Regions from separate parts of the Mus musculus genome. Here regions 2, 3, 4 and 5 are each linked to region 1. A link is a contact called in public HiCAR-type and promoter capture Hi-C data. All regions are on one chromosome and are shown on one strand. Each heading gives the region's core, a stretch centred on a gene start, on an enhancer-like site or on the middle of the called end of the contact. The rest is flanking DNA. Distances are from core to core; before and after follow the strand shown.

Region 1 (2,909 bases), core at 109-2,608:
GTTTTTTGTTTGTTTGTTTGTTTTTGTTTGTTTGTACATAAGGGACTCTGGGATCGCAGTATAGCATCAATAAATATTTGCCAATTATACATGAGGCCAACACAGGTAGATTTTAATTGTTTTGTAAACAGAACCCAAGGTTTATTCAAGTTATGATAGCTATTGGTTTGCTCAACTTACCCAACTGATCCGATCTAAGTCCTGCCCATGAGTACTTTTGTCCCACTGAGGGATTATAAGACTCTGACAAATAGGACTTTTTCCACAGGAAGTTTCTCTGGTATTCACTCAGCCCCTATAATGAAAAGTGCAATTTGAGCACAGTGTAGTGAAGAGGTGTTTTAGCATCAGAAAGAAAAACAAAAACAAAAAAACCTCAACCTCTGAAGAGTGTTCTTGAAAGGCCCAAGAATGAGAATTAAACCCCAGTCAAGCTCCTTAATAATAGCTAATATTTACCCAGCCCTGGGCTAAGTAGCCCCTTAATCCTCACAACCACCCGAGCCAGACAAGCCGGAGTCCCTCAATGAGGCTGCGCTATAACTGGTTCTCTGATTCCAAAGTGTGGTAACAAACCTAAGTCCTCACTAGAGGTTTATCCTAAATTCATCGAGTGCATAATGTTATGGCTTTTAATAAAAGGCAATTAGAGAAAGACGTGTTCCCCTCCCACTCTGTCTGGCAAGCACTTTAGAATTAAAGAGTCCGGGATTACAGAAACACTGTGGCCACCTGTTGCGTGGAAAGGCGTTAGACACAGACAGCTATCTGGAACTGTGAGCAAAACCTAAAGCAAACGTGCAACTAGCAGGCTGCACACCTACCCACGCTCTCCTTTTACTGGGGCCCGCTTCCCAAGCGTTTAAAAGACCCGCGCGCTTTAAAGTTTTGCAGGAAAGGAGCTGAATGCTATCGGCAAGAGGAACCACAGGTGTCCTACACCGACAGCAGCCTTTCGTCCCACTGTCAAGGGCCCTCCTTCCGCCTCCGCTCCTGGCGACCCCAGACTGACGCCGTCAGGCCCCCATCGAACTCTCCCCACCCGCCCCTCCGCGCTGGGCCACCGGCCGGAGCATCCTCCGCCCCGCACAGGCTCCGGCCAGGAGGCTCGGTACGGCACAGGCGCGTCACGCACCCACCCCGCGGCGTCCCCGCCACCCGCCGCCCAGCCCCCGGCCTCACCTTGAAGCGCACCGGCATGTCGCCCTGCGCTGCGGAGCCTGCCCCGCCGACAGTTAACGGGAGCAAAAGCCCCGAGGGGGCGGGACGACGCGACAACACTGGTTCCCTAGCAAGATCCTGGACCCGGCGTCCCCGACGACGCGCCGGCGCACTCCGCGCCGCCCTCCCGCCCCGCCTCTCGGCCTTGCTCCGCCCATTTTGAGGCCTAAAGACCAATGGCAGCCCTCACCGTCATTACGATTAGACCAACCAGCACTCGTAAGGGCACGGCCCCGCTCCCTAATGGCGGGCGAAGAGCTGGCCAATGAGGATACCGGAGCTGCGGTGGGCGGAGCCCGCGGGAGCTTTGTTCAGGAGGCTGCAGGCAGAGTCCCCGCAGTGCGCGCACCGCAGCCTGTCTGTGTAGTGTGGCCGGGCTCGGCAAGAGCCTACCTCACTGGTTCCAGCTCCCTGACATCACAGAACGTGAAAGTGTGCCTGGCATTCCAGAATGCACGACAGAACCCACAGTCTCTTTGTCCATAAAGGAAATTGCCCCTAGAGTACCCGGCTGAAAAGAAGTTGCTAAGGAGAGAAGCGTTACACGAGCCTTGGGTCAAAAAGGATAGGTCCAAAAATACATACGACCTAGGATGATTCAAGTAAAGTTTATTAAGACCGCAAAGCCAACTCATCCTTTTTAAAAATAAAATTCCCTCTGTACACCAGGCTGGCCTGGAACTCAAAGATATCTACCTGGCTCTGTCTCCATAGTGCTGGGATTAAAGGCATGCACCACCAGTCCCAACATTGGGCAGGCAGAGCCAGGGAGATCTCTGCCTGGTCTACAGAGTGAGTTCCAGTATCGGGCTACACAGAAAAACTCGGTCTTGAAAGAATAAATAAAAATAAAATTCCATTTGACTTTTATAGGTTATTGCCCATCGTGAAACACTGCTAATTCTGAAAGTCCAGAAAAAAAATTACCCAGACATGCTAAATACATTATTTAGTCGATCATAATATACTATGTCCTGGGCTCGCTTTCCAAGTGAGAGGCATGAATGGGAAGTTTGAAGCAGAGTGGTCCCTGAGGGTAGAGATGATTAGAAGAGGCTCAGGGGTAATTTTCAGACTTGGCCTTGAAAATTACAACTGCAAGAAGAGGAAGATAAGATGATCAAGGCAGACATATGTCTGGAGAGAAGGTTGCCGGGGTTCTTCTAGGAATAATGAATTTACCTTTGTCCTGTGTTGGGATGTTCCCATCAACCCTTCCCAGTCCCTTCAAGTGCTTCCTGCAGACTCCTCTTCTTGGCTCCTAATTGATGTCTCCGATCTTCTTCATTATCATGGAGATAATTTAAAAATTCATTTGAAGAAGCCACCTGATATCTAAAACAGAGAGAATATTAAATAAGACCCTGTGCTGCCATGCATCCAGGAGACCTTTCGTTAATGTTAATCGGTGAGGACAGAACCCCAGTCCTGTGAATTAAAAATGACACAGGCAAGACACAGTGGAACATGAAATGAAACCCCCTGCAGGAAGCCAGCCAGGACCTTACAGGATAGGACAGAGCCGGTTCTGATTGTACACAAAGCTTTGTCACCACACAGTCTCAGGGGAAGTAGGTAGAAGAACATAGCCTGTCTGCTTAAAAAGGAACAAAGGCGATTGGGATAAAGCTCTGCTGGGCAGGGAATCAATGACAAGAAACGCATGTGGCCGTTGGTAAAGATGACTT
Region 2 (2,909 bases), core at 236-2,735, 2.8 Mb after region 1:
CTACGCAGCATAAGGAGTAGATAATATAATCTCATTTATAAAAATAATTGACAAGATAATCTTATAAATGATTGATTCTAGAGAGACATACGTAATTTTAGCCTTGTCCAATTTTCTAATTATAATTTTGTAAAAGGACCCGATAACATTCTGTACCAGGTTAAAGACTGTTTTTGAATTGATACCTTGCAAGTTACATCACAAATTCTTTTCCTATTTGCATTATTATTGTAAATATTATCATTATTATTATTACTGAAATGGTGTCTTGCTATGTAGCTCCAATTAGCTTAGAGCTCACAATTCAAAAGAGGCTGGCCTTGAACTTAAAGGTAATGTCTCTGATTTCTTGTCTGACTTCTTGTCACACGTCAATGTCGGATGCTCCTTTCTACTTCACGGCTCTCCTTTTTGCCGAAGATACTCCTAACAAAAGGCAGCTTTCTCCAGGAAGCTCTTCTAGGACGCTAACTCAGCTAGCTTCCCATGTATCTTTGTAAAACATTCTGAATTGCTTCTCCTTAAAAAGCATGCAGTGTGTAAATTGCGCATGCGTTGTTTCCTTGGTTAAAAATGTAAGCTCTCTGAGGACAGAGACATTGTATCTAATGCGACACAGAGAATGGCAAGCATTGGCTACATTCACGCCCTCGTTGAATGAACGAATGAGCTGCCTTTAAGTTGAAGTGTAAAATTAGTCTGATGAGATGAAAGTTTATTTTAAGTGACACCAAACTACAAAATTTCAGAAATACCAGGTTGCTTTCTTGGAAAGTGTATTTCATGAAATAAAATGGAAACACAGGAAGAAAAAATAAGCAATCGTCCAATAAACCAGACCCATCAAAGTGGACTCAGCATAGACAGAAATCCTGGGGAACCAGGAGTGATGACTGATGATGGGACCGCATTTATTCTTAGCCTGGGCTTTTAGGGCTGGAAACGGAGAGAAGTTAAGTCTTCTGCAATCCTTGCTCTTAAACCTACAACCGAATCGGAATTCCACCGAGTGTGGCAAGCAGCGATAAAGAAGGCGCACCATTGTTAGGAAATATCTCGGTGAGGAAGTGAGTAAGAGGGATGGAAGGATGTGGGAAGGTCTGGGTGGTCAGGGAAGCCTTTCCGGTTTAAGCTGAGACCTGGACGATGACTCGAGGACCTGGCCGTGTGGACGAACTGTAAAGTTCATGAGCCCGGATTTGTGCGCCCAGAGAAAGAGACTCAAGGGCACCTTGGCCGGACTTTGCGTGTGATGACCCCTGGTGTGATGGCTATCCGCTTTGGGACCATTCCTCGGGCCGGGCGATCATGTCCTGTATTCTATTCCATCAGAGTGGGGTCAGATCGCAAAGATCAGCTCCTTCCCACCGCAGGATTCCCGGGATGCTGAGCCGGTTCGTGCGGACGCGGAAACAGGCCCAGGCTCGCCCGCCGCCGACTCCGCCCACCGCGGTCACGTGACGAGGGGTGTGACGTAGGAGGAAGGAGACGCCATTAGAGGGAGGAGAGGCAGCTCTCCCCTAGCCTCGGGTCCCTGACGTGGTGGCCGGGGCCCTTCATTCTGGGACTTTCTCTCGGCCCTCGCAGGCCTCGCCCGCGGAAGGACGCGGCGAGCACCGGGCTCGGCGGGGCGTGAAAGAGCCGGGCCCGGGAGGAGCGGGCGCCCCGGCGGCGGCGGTGCGGGGTTCGGCGCGGCGCTGGGCTCGGGCGGCGGGGTAGCGGCGGCGGGATGGCTGCGGCCGGCGGCGGGGCGGCGGCGGCGGCGGGCCGAGCCTACTCCTTCAAGGTGGTGCTGCTCGGGGAAGGCTGCGTGGGGAAGACGTCGCTGGTGCTGCGCTACTGCGAGAACAAGTTCAACGACAAGCACATCACCACCCTGCAGGTGCAGACCCCGGGGAGCCGGGCTGGGGACCCGCGCCCGCTCCTCTGCCTCTGGCCTGTCAAACCCCCTTCCCTGCCTTCCCATTGCCTTTTGCAATCGCTTTGGGGACCCGCGGGCCTCAGCACACGGTAGATGTCAAGACCCACAGTGGGGAGGGAGAGGACCCGGAAAAGTCCCCAGTTGCCGGTGGAGGCTGCGCAGGTCGGGGAGTCCCCCGGTCTGCGTGCTGGTTTTCCCCTCTGATGGGCTTCGGCTGGGGACACCAGGTGTTTTCACTCTGTGGTCTCCGAGACCATCAGCCCTTCTTCTTTCTTCGCCAAGTAGGAACTCGGATACGGATTAGAATTTGCGAACGAGGTGGTTTGTAACTTCCAGAGCGTACTGATGACTAAGTGTTTATGCAAGTTCCATTTTGTCCTGCTTTCAAAGTAAATGGAGTGGTAAAACACCCGTCGTTGGAGGGTTTTTTTGTTTTTGTTTTAAACGACTGTTTGCTGCTTGTCGGTTACCCCGTTTCTTTGCAGCCTTCTTGTGTCCGGACGTGTGGCTTCCTTATTCTTTGGGGTTTGATCTTATCCGCGTTGAAACATCGTGTTGCGTAGTGGCCAGCAATCGGTCTTCAAACTAAAAAAAAAAAATCTAGGCACTGCTGCTACACGTTTTCTTTACTGTCAGGCCATAAAACGCTGGCTTTCTTCTACAGTTCCATTGGAAGTGTGGAAGTGTTACAATGTAATTGAAAGTGAAACCAGGCCATTGAAGGATCTGCGATCTCCCTGGTCTCCTTAAAAAAAAAAATCAGTTTGCATGTGTTCGAAGGAATTTATCTATTAACATGTCTTGATCAGACTGTCCAGAGGCTAAAAAAGCTAGTGATCTTGAGTTTGGGCGTCTGGATCCATATCCTACCCCCATTTATTTCCATAGCCCCGTGATCTTAGGTAAATTGCTTAACCGTGCATCCCTGGGTTTCTACTGCTACTGTACTCATAATGATTATATCTAGTGCACAGAGTTGTCAAGGTAA
Region 3 (2,909 bases), core at 245-2,744, 2.8 Mb before region 1:
GCGTTTCAGGTACATAGCTGGATAGTAATATTAATGGGCCTTTAAAGCTCTTTGCTCTATCAGAACTCATCCAGCCTGAGTTTCCTTAGGCCATCTGCCTGTAGCTCCACCAACACTGCTAATTCGTGAAGCGAAATCTGCCCATCTGTTGGGTGTAATTCACGGGATGTTTTAGAAGCGGCCGATTGCAAATACACTATGTTTTGGCTTGGGGGCCTTCCTGTGTTGCCAGAATCGAGTTTGTTTAGAAATGAGGTTTACTAACTTTCAAATAAAGCATCTTCAAGCGCGGCGTGATGGACAAATTACCCCCCTCTAGTTCATGTTAGAATAATCCACCCTCTAAATCTGCTTGACATTTCCCCCGTCCGTGTTTGACATCAATTAATCACTTTTGCAGCATCTTAATATGCTGAGAAGTAATTGTATAACATCCCACATCTCCAGATCCTGTCAAACATTTGTTTGGGTGTGTGTGGATATATATTATAGTAATTAAGGCATAATTACATTCATTGTCTTGAGAGAGGGTCATTTGGATCTGATTAATTGTGGAGTTTAGTGCCAAAAAAAAAAAAAAAAAAAAAAAAAAAAGTCAGGTTCGCACGCGCTTGGCCTGTAATCAAACATCTGGGACTGACATTTTGGTCATCAGAGGTAGCGCCCTTAAAATACATTATCAAAGTTCCTCTTTGGACAGTGTGCAAAAGTAAGTGTGTGTGTGTGTGTGTGTGTGTGTGTGAGAGAGAGAGAGAGAGAGAGAGAGAGAGAGAGAGAGAGAGTGAGTTGGGGTTTGGGGGAGAGATTGTATCAGTGAATATTGAGTCAAGGTGAGGAGGAATGTCCTGTAAAACAGCTCTAGCTGGAGCGAAAACTTTTCCGGCCTGCTTTGACTCCATATATGGTGTTCAAGTAAAATTTCAGGGACTGCCCTTTTGCTGAATCTTACTACAACACACACACACACACACACACACACACACACACACACACACTCACTCACACACACTCACTCACACATAGTGGGGGATTATAAGGACATTCTCACCTGGACATAGTGGGTGTGGTGAGGTCCCCTCCAGGTGCGACCCCTGGGACGCAGTCGGTGGTCCTCTGTATTATGGGTATTCAGTAGGCACAAGAGCGACCATGTCACACCTTAACTGGCACTTCACAGCCTCTTTGGTACAGGCCAGGACTTTTGGTCCTTAGCTCTCAGGCGCCCTGACCCTACAGTAAAGGTCTCAGGTGGATGCTGCCAGGGGGCTCTGCTACGGGTTGCCCACGCGCGGAAGCCCTGTTCCCGCAGGGCTGGCCCGGGGCGGTGGAGGCGGCGCCGGAGGCGGGAGTTGGCGGCGGCCGCGTCCCGGGCAGCGGGCCCCGTCCGCGGCCAGCGCGCTCCGCCGTCCTCCCTCGCTTGTCTGCTATGCTCATATTTGGACTCGGCCGCCCGTGCCCAGGAATTTCCCGTCATGCCTCCCGCCGCCCCGTCTGTCGCCCGGAGCCGGGAGGGAGGAGGGATCGGACAGCGGAGGCTCGTCTTCCCCAAGAGTGCGCGGCGGACCCTCCCGTGCCCAATCGCGCTCTGCCTGGGTCTCTGCCTAGCCGCGGCCGCGGCCACCACGACGCGCGGTGAGTCCCCGCCTCGCCCCATCCGGCCCTCCGATCCCTCCGAGTCAGCCTGGGACCCGGAGTGTTTCCCCCCACCCCCACCCCCGTCCCGGGAGCGCCCGCGCCGCCCCCTCAGTCTTGAGAGTCATCCCCCTGCCGTAGAGTCTCGGCGTGGACCCCGGAGACGCTCCTCGCCAACGAGGGGACAGCGCAGAACGAGGTCAGGCGGGAGAGCCCGCGCCCCGCCGGCCGCCGCGCTGACACCTTACCCGTCCCCAACGGGAACCTGAGCCGCCGTCCTCGCGCGGGTCCTCGGGGAGGCTCAGTGAGGTGGTCGGGGGCGCGGGCTGCAGCTCCGAGGGCGCGTCTCTCTCTCTTTCGGGCCTCTCCGCAGCTGCGGCCGGGGGATAACGGGCCAGGGCGTGGGAACCAGGAAGGCGTCGCCAGGCCCCTGGGGACAGGGGCGCACCCCGGACCGGGCTGGCGGCTCATAGGCCCAAACAGGTACCAGCAAAACTCCAGGGGGCAGGTACCAGTTCTGTCTTCTTTTCAAGTGAAAACAAGCATCAGAGCCCCCCCCCCCCGCCTCCCTTTTTATTTCTTAAACTTTTCCACTGGGCTATTTCAAGTCAGACTATCTGAATAAAAAGTACTGTTCCTGCCTTTGTAGGTTATGCGATAAGTGGGGGCAATAAGGATTTAAAAGAATTTTCTTTGAATCATATGTAAAGTATTAGAGAGCTTTCTTTCTTCTTTCTCTCTCTCTTTCTTTCTTTCTTTCTTTCTTTCTTTCTTTCTTTCTTTCTTTCTTTCTTTCTTTCTTTCTTTCTTTCTTTCTTCCTATTTCCATTGCGTGTCAAAAAACTAATTATTTGAAGTCCAAAGGGGAGGTTTTAAAGGAAAATATTAAGTTGCAGGGGCTCTTGAATTTGGACAGAGTAAACAAATCAAAGCTTGATTCATTTTGTCTGGCAAGGCAAAACGTTATAATCACCAGAAACCTGGATTATGTGGGAGGTGTTAGGTGGTCGCTGTGTTGCCTATGGCTAGGATAGCCTGAACTGTCAAAATGAGGTTCGGCTAGCCAGGACACAACGCACACTTGAGTTGACAGTCGACTACACCCTGTGCAGCATAAAAGACAAAATAGGTTTTAAAGGTACTTTGATGTATAAAATGTTATCCAGGGAAGATTCTCAGGGTTATAGACTTGACGAAGTGGTTTCTCAGGACCAGTGGTACATAGTTAAGTATACCCACTGCAGTTTGTAAGTGCTTCCGTTAACAATGACGGAAGT
Region 4 (2,909 bases), core at 166-2,665, 2.8 Mb after region 1:
CTGGTAAAAATAAAGGATCTGCACACGCGCGTGCACACACACACACAAACACAGAAAACAAAGGGCAGCAACGGGGATGAATAACTACAAATTTAAGAAAAAAAAAATCACAAGAACAGTAAGAATTACAGAGGAAAACTTTACGAACTCTAAAGTCAGGACGTAATAAAAGTAACAGTATTCCTCCAGATGTTTGAGTACTTCTTTTCCTTAATAATCTAAGTCGATTTCCTGTTAAATACGAAATCCCAGGGCTTGCAAAAAAGAAACAAACAAACAAATAGACAAACAAAACTTGGGCTGTTGGTGTCCTGTTTAAAAACCCAGACTGTATTTCATTTCCCTAGCTGACCCGAATCCATGACACAGTCCTATCCAAAAGCAAAAGGCACCCATTCAGTCAAACAGCCTACGAAAATAGCGGTGGAGTGCGGCCCGTGACAACCGCCGACGAACGGGGGAGAGAAATGAGTGGTTCTGAAAAGTTAAAAAACTCCGGGACCTAGCCATGACGCCAAAGGGAGCTCCGGCGACACACCCAGGGCGGACCGCCACGTTAAGGATACAGCTCTTGCGGGGTGGAGAGGGTTCTCGCCAGCTCTGGCTGCTGCCGAATCCGGATCCCGCTCCTCCTGATCCTCCTCCTCCAGGAGGTCTGCACCCCGGCTTGCCTCCTCGCTCCCCCACTCCTCGCCCCCGACTCCAGCGACTCCCACCCCGGTAAGGCCTGCTGCCTCGAAAGCGGAAACGGTCCAGGGCGATGTGGCTCCGCTCCCAGAAGGACGGCCGGGGGCTGCTTTCCGACAGGGACCCCGACGGCATCCGCCCTGGGGGCGGGTGAGTCCGGAACGGTTCTTTGGGTCGGTAGCTGCTGGGTCCCCTGAGCTGGCCCCGCTCGGCCGGGTGCCGTGAGCGTGAGAAATTCCTCAGCTGCTGCTGGGAGGACGACGAGGAGGACGAGGAGCCGCCGCCGCCTCCCCCGGATCCACCGCCCCGGGCCGGGGGAGGAGGCCGCCGCCGCGGGTACGGTAACAGCCCGCCGCCGCTGCTGCTGCTGCTGCTGCTCCGGCTCCGGCTGTTGTCGTCGTCGCTGATCTCCCCGTCTTCGAGCTCCCCTTCTTCCTTCGGCGAGAGGCCGCTAGAGGCCGGGGTCGAAGGATCGGCGGCGGCCGCCATCCGGAGTGCAGCGCTGGCCACACGACCTGAAGCCCTCCGGCCGGGGACCGCCCGACCGCCGCCTGCCTTCCCCTTCCTCCTCCGCCCTCTGTCCTAACGGACCCGGCGGGCGCGGCCTTTCCCGTGCTCGGACGCCCGGCAGGTTCTGCTCCCCAACTTCCCCGCACCCCAGATCGCTCTCTCTCGCTCGTCGGACCGTCGCTCGCCAGTTCCCTCTCCTAGCGCCCCCTTGCTGCTCTTCCGCCTCGCGAGAAAGCCTCTGTAGAAGGAGGCCGGGTCCCGAGCGTCATTTCCTGCGGCACGCCGGAAGGCGACCCTCCGAGTCTTGCGAGACAGGAAGCGCCCACCCCCATGTCCGCCGCGGTGCTGGCTGGGATTTGTAGTCTCCTCTTGCTCCAGGCTTCGCCCTTGTGTCCCTGCAGTCTTAACTGTCCCCTAGCATCCCGTCCGAGGTGGCAGGCGGGGAAGGAAGGGGTTAGTGTCTGGGTTGCGGACATGCTCTTTCAGCCGCAGACCTGAGTTTCAGAGTCATTAGTCGGTGGGGAAGACATCTGCCATCTTCTCATTCATTGCTAGGGGGCCCCCGTCTGAGACGCTGGACCTAGTCTCTTTGGGACCCCGGGAGGTAGGGGAGGGCGGGGAGCGGGTGTGGCCGCCATGTTGGTGAAGGCGACTGTCTGCGCCCGGAGCTCCGGCACGTTGGCTCTGCAGGCCTAAGCCCGCCATATTAATAAAGAGACAGGAGAGTGGGCCCTCCCTCCCACCCCGGTACTGTGCACGCCCCTCTGCCCTCCCCGCGCTCTGCACCGAGCTGGCGGCGCGGGGTCGCCTGCCTCGTTTGTCTAGCGTTTGACAGAAGCTTGCTTAGCGGGCAGCGCCTCCGAAGTGGCGTAAGGTGGCGCCGAATGAGGGGCCCGGGGAAATGCCGACCAATTGCGCCGCGGCGGGCTGTGCTGCTACCTACAACAAGCACATTAACATCAGCTTCCACAGGTAAACCTGGGAGGGGAGCGGGGTGACGGAAACGGGAGCCTAGGCAGTCTTGAGTCTCGGTCGTGTCAGAAGAACAAGGTCCTCTGACTTTGGTCACTTGCCCAGCTGCGAAGAGCAAGGGGAGCCTCGCTCTTGTCCTTTGTGTGTGGGTCCGCACATCTGGAAACATTTGCTCCTTTTCCGAGGAAAGTTTACCAAATTTGAAAAAAAAAAAAGAAAGAAAGGAAGAAAAGAAAAAGAAACCCGAGTTACTATGCCTTGCATTAAAAAGTGATGAGTATACCTTTATTTTCTACTCTTTTATTTTTTATATCTTAGACCATGCCTTAAGAAGAATGACGCCATAAGGGTTCAAACCAACAAATCACTTTAGAAGCCTGCTGAGTTCGAGTTAAGATTAGGCAATTTTCACTACTGGAATTGACGTGGGAAACATTTCTAATAGTCACACATGGTAACTGAGTCAATCTAATTAAGCAATGTTTATCAAAGAGCAAATAGAAACTCTCTCTTGAACAGAATCACGCACTCACACACAGGTTGAACGTACAGTCATGTCTTTAATTCTGTTAAGTCAAACTCCAAAGCATGTGAACACCGACTTGAATATAATAGGCGGCACTCAGTAAATGGTCACCTTTCCTTCTAGAACTGCCAACTGCCTGAAGAAAAGAAATACTGAAAACTAAACTGAAAACAGTTCTGATTTTATATGCTGTACCATTATACCTTGTGATCTT
Region 5 (2,909 bases), core at 137-2,636, 2.1 Mb before region 1:
TCTCTTTCTCCTTGCCTCATGCCGCATTAGAAGACCTGGTGATGCAAACATTTTGAGTGTTACTGTTATTGTTATAGTGAGGATATTAAACATCCTCTGACTGCCCATATACTAAAAGCTTGCTTGCCAGCCTACAGTGCTGATAGGCGACTGAACCGGAACCAGATAGGTCTTAGTGCAAATAAATCAGATCCCTTGAAGGGAATTTGGTACCCTGGCCCTGTCCCCCTTCCTCCCTCCCTCTCTCTCATTTCCTGCCGCCATGGATCACTTACGCTATGACACTTTGGCTTCTCAGAGACCTCAAAAGACATTGGGGTCAAGCAACCATGGACTGAAGTTCCGAGGTTGTGTACCAAACAACTTCTTCTTTTGAAGCTGCTCGGTGGGGGCATTTTGTCAGAAAGCTAACACAACCACACATGGCGATTTCCTGTGCAGGCACACGTCTCAGGTTGCTTTTGTCTGGTCTAGAAAGTCAAAAAGAACCCTGTATCAATCTTCTCTCCCTCTGATGCTCAGCATGGTGGCATAGAGACCCTTTTTGGGGTGTAGCCTGATAAAACCGTAGTCCTTAGAATGAGGAGACTTAAGAAGTTTTGCTCAAACAGTTCTAACTTTGCCACTGTGGGTACTGAATGCCCAGGCACCATTGCTGCTGACCGCCAGGGGGCGCCATTCCAAAGACAAGCTCAGGGGATTGAAACAGGAGTTTGTTTTTCAGTGCCTGGTTATCATAAAATCTCCCACTTCATTTTCCCACCTCCTTTGTCAGTAGTATCCGTACCGTTCCTGCGGTGGTCATTACAGCATAAACGGTAGAATATTTCAACACACCAGCCAATGTTTCCTAAACTTCATTTTGCAAACTCGTTGAAGCACTGCGAGGAAAGAAAGGGAGACTGTAGTAAAACCAAGCGGCACGACGGCAGGGGTTGCCTTCTGCAGCAAGGATGAGCAGTTTGTTTGCCCAGGTTTGGCCTGTTTGTTGTGGTTTTCTTTTTATGTCCATTTCGCCCGGCGTGTACACGTTTCCTTCCGTTTAAAGTTATTTGGCAAAAACGTGTTTCTCGGTGAGCACGCATTTCTTTCCTGACGGGACAAAGAGAAACTTTAAAAGATGTAACACAAACCTCTTAGATCCATCGTGGCCAGGAGGCCGCCCGTCCCAGAGCAGCAGAGGGGTGGCGGCTTTCCCGGATTCCAGCCGCTGTTCCCCGCCCTCATTTTCTTGGCTGGTCTCCTGGGTCATGTCCCAAGACGGGGACGGACAGAACGGTTCATAACAAAGATGACCTGGGGTGCGGCGCGCAGGGTCGCGGGACAGCGGCTAGGAGCAAGGGCAGCCCAGGTCTCGCAGGGCGCATCCCTGGGGAGCGGCTCCCTACGTCACGTGGGGCCCGCCCTGCGACGGCGTGTTGCAAGCTCCGGGCAGCCGTCGTGGAGCTGAATTTCCGCGGTTGTGAAAGGCGGTGACAGCGGCGACCTCCCTGCTTCTCTGCGTGGGGTCCCGGGACTCCGCGATGGCCGGCCGGTGCGGGGCCCGTGGCGCGCTGTCGCCACAGTTGCTGCTCTTCGACCTGCCGCCCGCACTGCTGGGAGAGCTTTGCGGGATCCTGGACAGCTGCGATGGCCCGCTCGGCTGGCGGGGCCTGGGTGAGTGCGACTCAGACCTGCCGGTCCTCCCCCGCGAGGGACTCAGCAAACCCGGGGACCTGCCACTCACTCTCCTTCCCTCTCTGACAGTGGGGTACTGCTGTATCAAGTTAGGGGATTGGGTATGTCAGATGTCAAGAAAGCATCCCGTGCTGGGAAGAGATTCTCGCTTCACTCGGTTTGCAGTGTGCGCAGCAGTATGCAAATATTACCGTATGCAGGGCATGGCTACTGGCTCTACAACCCCTACATCAGATTTTTTTAATATTATAACTTCTTTTTTGAGATGCCGCTCAGTTGCTAGAGTGCTTACCTATAGATGTATGAAGCTGCATGTTCGATTCCCTAGCTTGGAATAAAACAGACAGTGGTAGTGCCAGTCATTGAGAGGTAGAAGTAGGCAGGACAGATGCTCAAGAGCATCCTCTCCTTGTAGAGAGTTCCTAGCTGGCTTGGGAAACATGAGACGCCATCTCAAAAACAAAAAGCAAACTTACTTTCTTTTCTTTCCTTTCTTTCTTTCTTTCTTTCTTTCTTTCTTTCTTCCTTCCTTCCTTCCTTCCTTCCTTCCTTCCTTTCTTTCTTTCTTTCTTTCTTTCTTTCTTTCTTTCTTTCTTTCTTTCTTTCTTTCTTTCTTTCTTTTCTCCTTTCCTTCTTCCTTCCTTCCTTCCTTCCTTCCTTCCTTCCTTCCTTTCTTTTAGAACTTTAAGATATCTATTCTTTGGTGTTTTTTGTGTGTGTATCCCACACTCCTCCCGCATCTAGAAGACAAATTCCAGGAACCAGTTCTCTCCTTCCACCACGGGATCCTGGGACAGAACTCAGATGGCATGCATAACCCACTTCGCTGTTTCCAATAAGTCTCCAATAATCTATAAGGGAAATGCTGTTTGCGGTGGATGTGATTTCCACTTTTCTTTCTTTCTTTCTTCCTTTCTCTCTCTCTCTCTCTCTCTCTCTCTCTCTCTCTCTCTCTCTCTCTCTTTCTTTCTTTCTTTTTAAGATTTATTTATTATATGTAAGTACACTGTAGCTGCCTTCAGACACTCCAGAAGAGGGCACCAGATCTCGTTACGGATGGTTGTGAGCCACCATGTGGTTGCTGGGAATTGAAGTCAGGACCTTCCGAAGAGCAGTCAGTGCTCTTTAACCACTGAGCCATCTCTCCAGCCCCGATTTCCACTTTTCTTAATTAAATGTTTTTTGCTTATTTGCCAAATCTACTGCAATAAAATTGTAAAGAAAGCCTCTTC

The links. Promoter capture Hi-C pulls out the DNA fragments that hold promoters and counts their contacts. HiCAR-type assays count read pairs that join an accessible place to other places.
Region 2: a promoter capture Hi-C map of pre-B cells shows a contact between it and region 1, with 2.2 times the contacts expected there. The contact joins the promoter of Rab21 here to the promoter of Mdm1 in region 1. A contact is called at or near these places in 3 of 39 promoter capture datasets (erythroid cells, liver and pre-B cells).
Region 3: a promoter capture Hi-C map of liver shows a contact between it and region 1, with 5 times the contacts expected there. The contact joins the promoter of Msrb3 here to the promoter of Mdm1 in region 1. A contact is called at or near these places in 2 of 39 promoter capture datasets (frontonasal cranial neural crest and liver) and 1 of 484 Hi-C or Micro-C datasets (B cells).
Region 4: a contact with region 1 is called in a HiCAR-type map of astrocytes, with 2.3 times the contacts expected there. The contact joins the promoter of Zfc3h1 here to the promoter of Mdm1 in region 1. A contact is called at or near these places in 1 of 39 promoter capture datasets (pre-B cells) and 1 of 115 datasets of contacts at active chromatin or transcription factors (astrocytes).
Region 5: a promoter capture Hi-C map of liver shows a contact between it and region 1, with 6 times the contacts expected there. The contact joins the promoter of Irak3 here to the promoter of Mdm1 in region 1. A contact is called at or near these places in 6 of 39 promoter capture datasets (the C10 cell line, embryonic stem cells, hippocampal neurons and 2 more) and 3 of 115 datasets of contacts at active chromatin or transcription factors (acute myeloid leukemia, astrocytes and stem cell-derived neural progenitor cells).

The regions. Positions count from the first base shown.
Region 1 is chr10:118,140,236-118,143,144 of GRCm38.p6, reverse strand. It overlaps Mdm1 (transformed mouse 3T3 cell double minute 1), which reads right to left and starts at 1,358. Exons shown (of 14, transcript NM_148922.3): 1 at 1,183-1,358; 2 at 181-295. The coding sequence starts at 1,200.
Region 2 is chr10:115,314,167-115,317,075 of GRCm38.p6, reverse strand. It overlaps Rab21 (RAB21, member RAS oncogene family), which reads left to right and starts at 1,485. Exons shown (of 7, transcript NM_024454.1): 1 at 1,485-1,882. The coding sequence starts at 1,730.
Region 3 is chr10:120,897,556-120,900,464 of GRCm38.p6, reverse strand. It overlaps Msrb3 (methionine sulfoxide reductase B3), which reads left to right and starts at 1,494. Exons shown (of 7, transcript NM_177092.4): 1 at 1,494-1,632. Gm4473 (a long non-coding RNA gene) reads right to left here and starts at 1,418. Exons shown (of 2, transcript XR_001779656.2): 1 at 1,049-1,418.
Region 4 is chr10:115,383,465-115,386,373 of GRCm38.p6, reverse strand. Zfc3h1 (zinc finger, C3H1-type containing) reads right to left here and starts at 1,415. Exons shown (of 35, transcript NM_001033261.2): 1 at 567-1,415. The coding sequence starts at 1,176. It overlaps Thap2 (THAP domain containing, apoptosis associated protein 2), which reads left to right and starts at 1,939. Exons shown (of 3, transcript NM_025780.4): 1 at 1,939-2,169. The coding sequence starts at 2,099.
Region 5 is chr10:120,200,074-120,202,982 of GRCm38.p6, reverse strand. It overlaps Irak3 (interleukin-1 receptor-associated kinase 3), which reads left to right and starts at 1,386. Exons shown (of 12, transcript NM_028679.4): 1 at 1,386-1,656. The coding sequence starts at 1,524. Gm38500 (predicted gene, 38500) reads right to left here and starts at 1,393. Exons shown (of 3, transcript NR_166661.1): 1 at 1,134-1,393; 2 at 788-881; 3 at 1-35.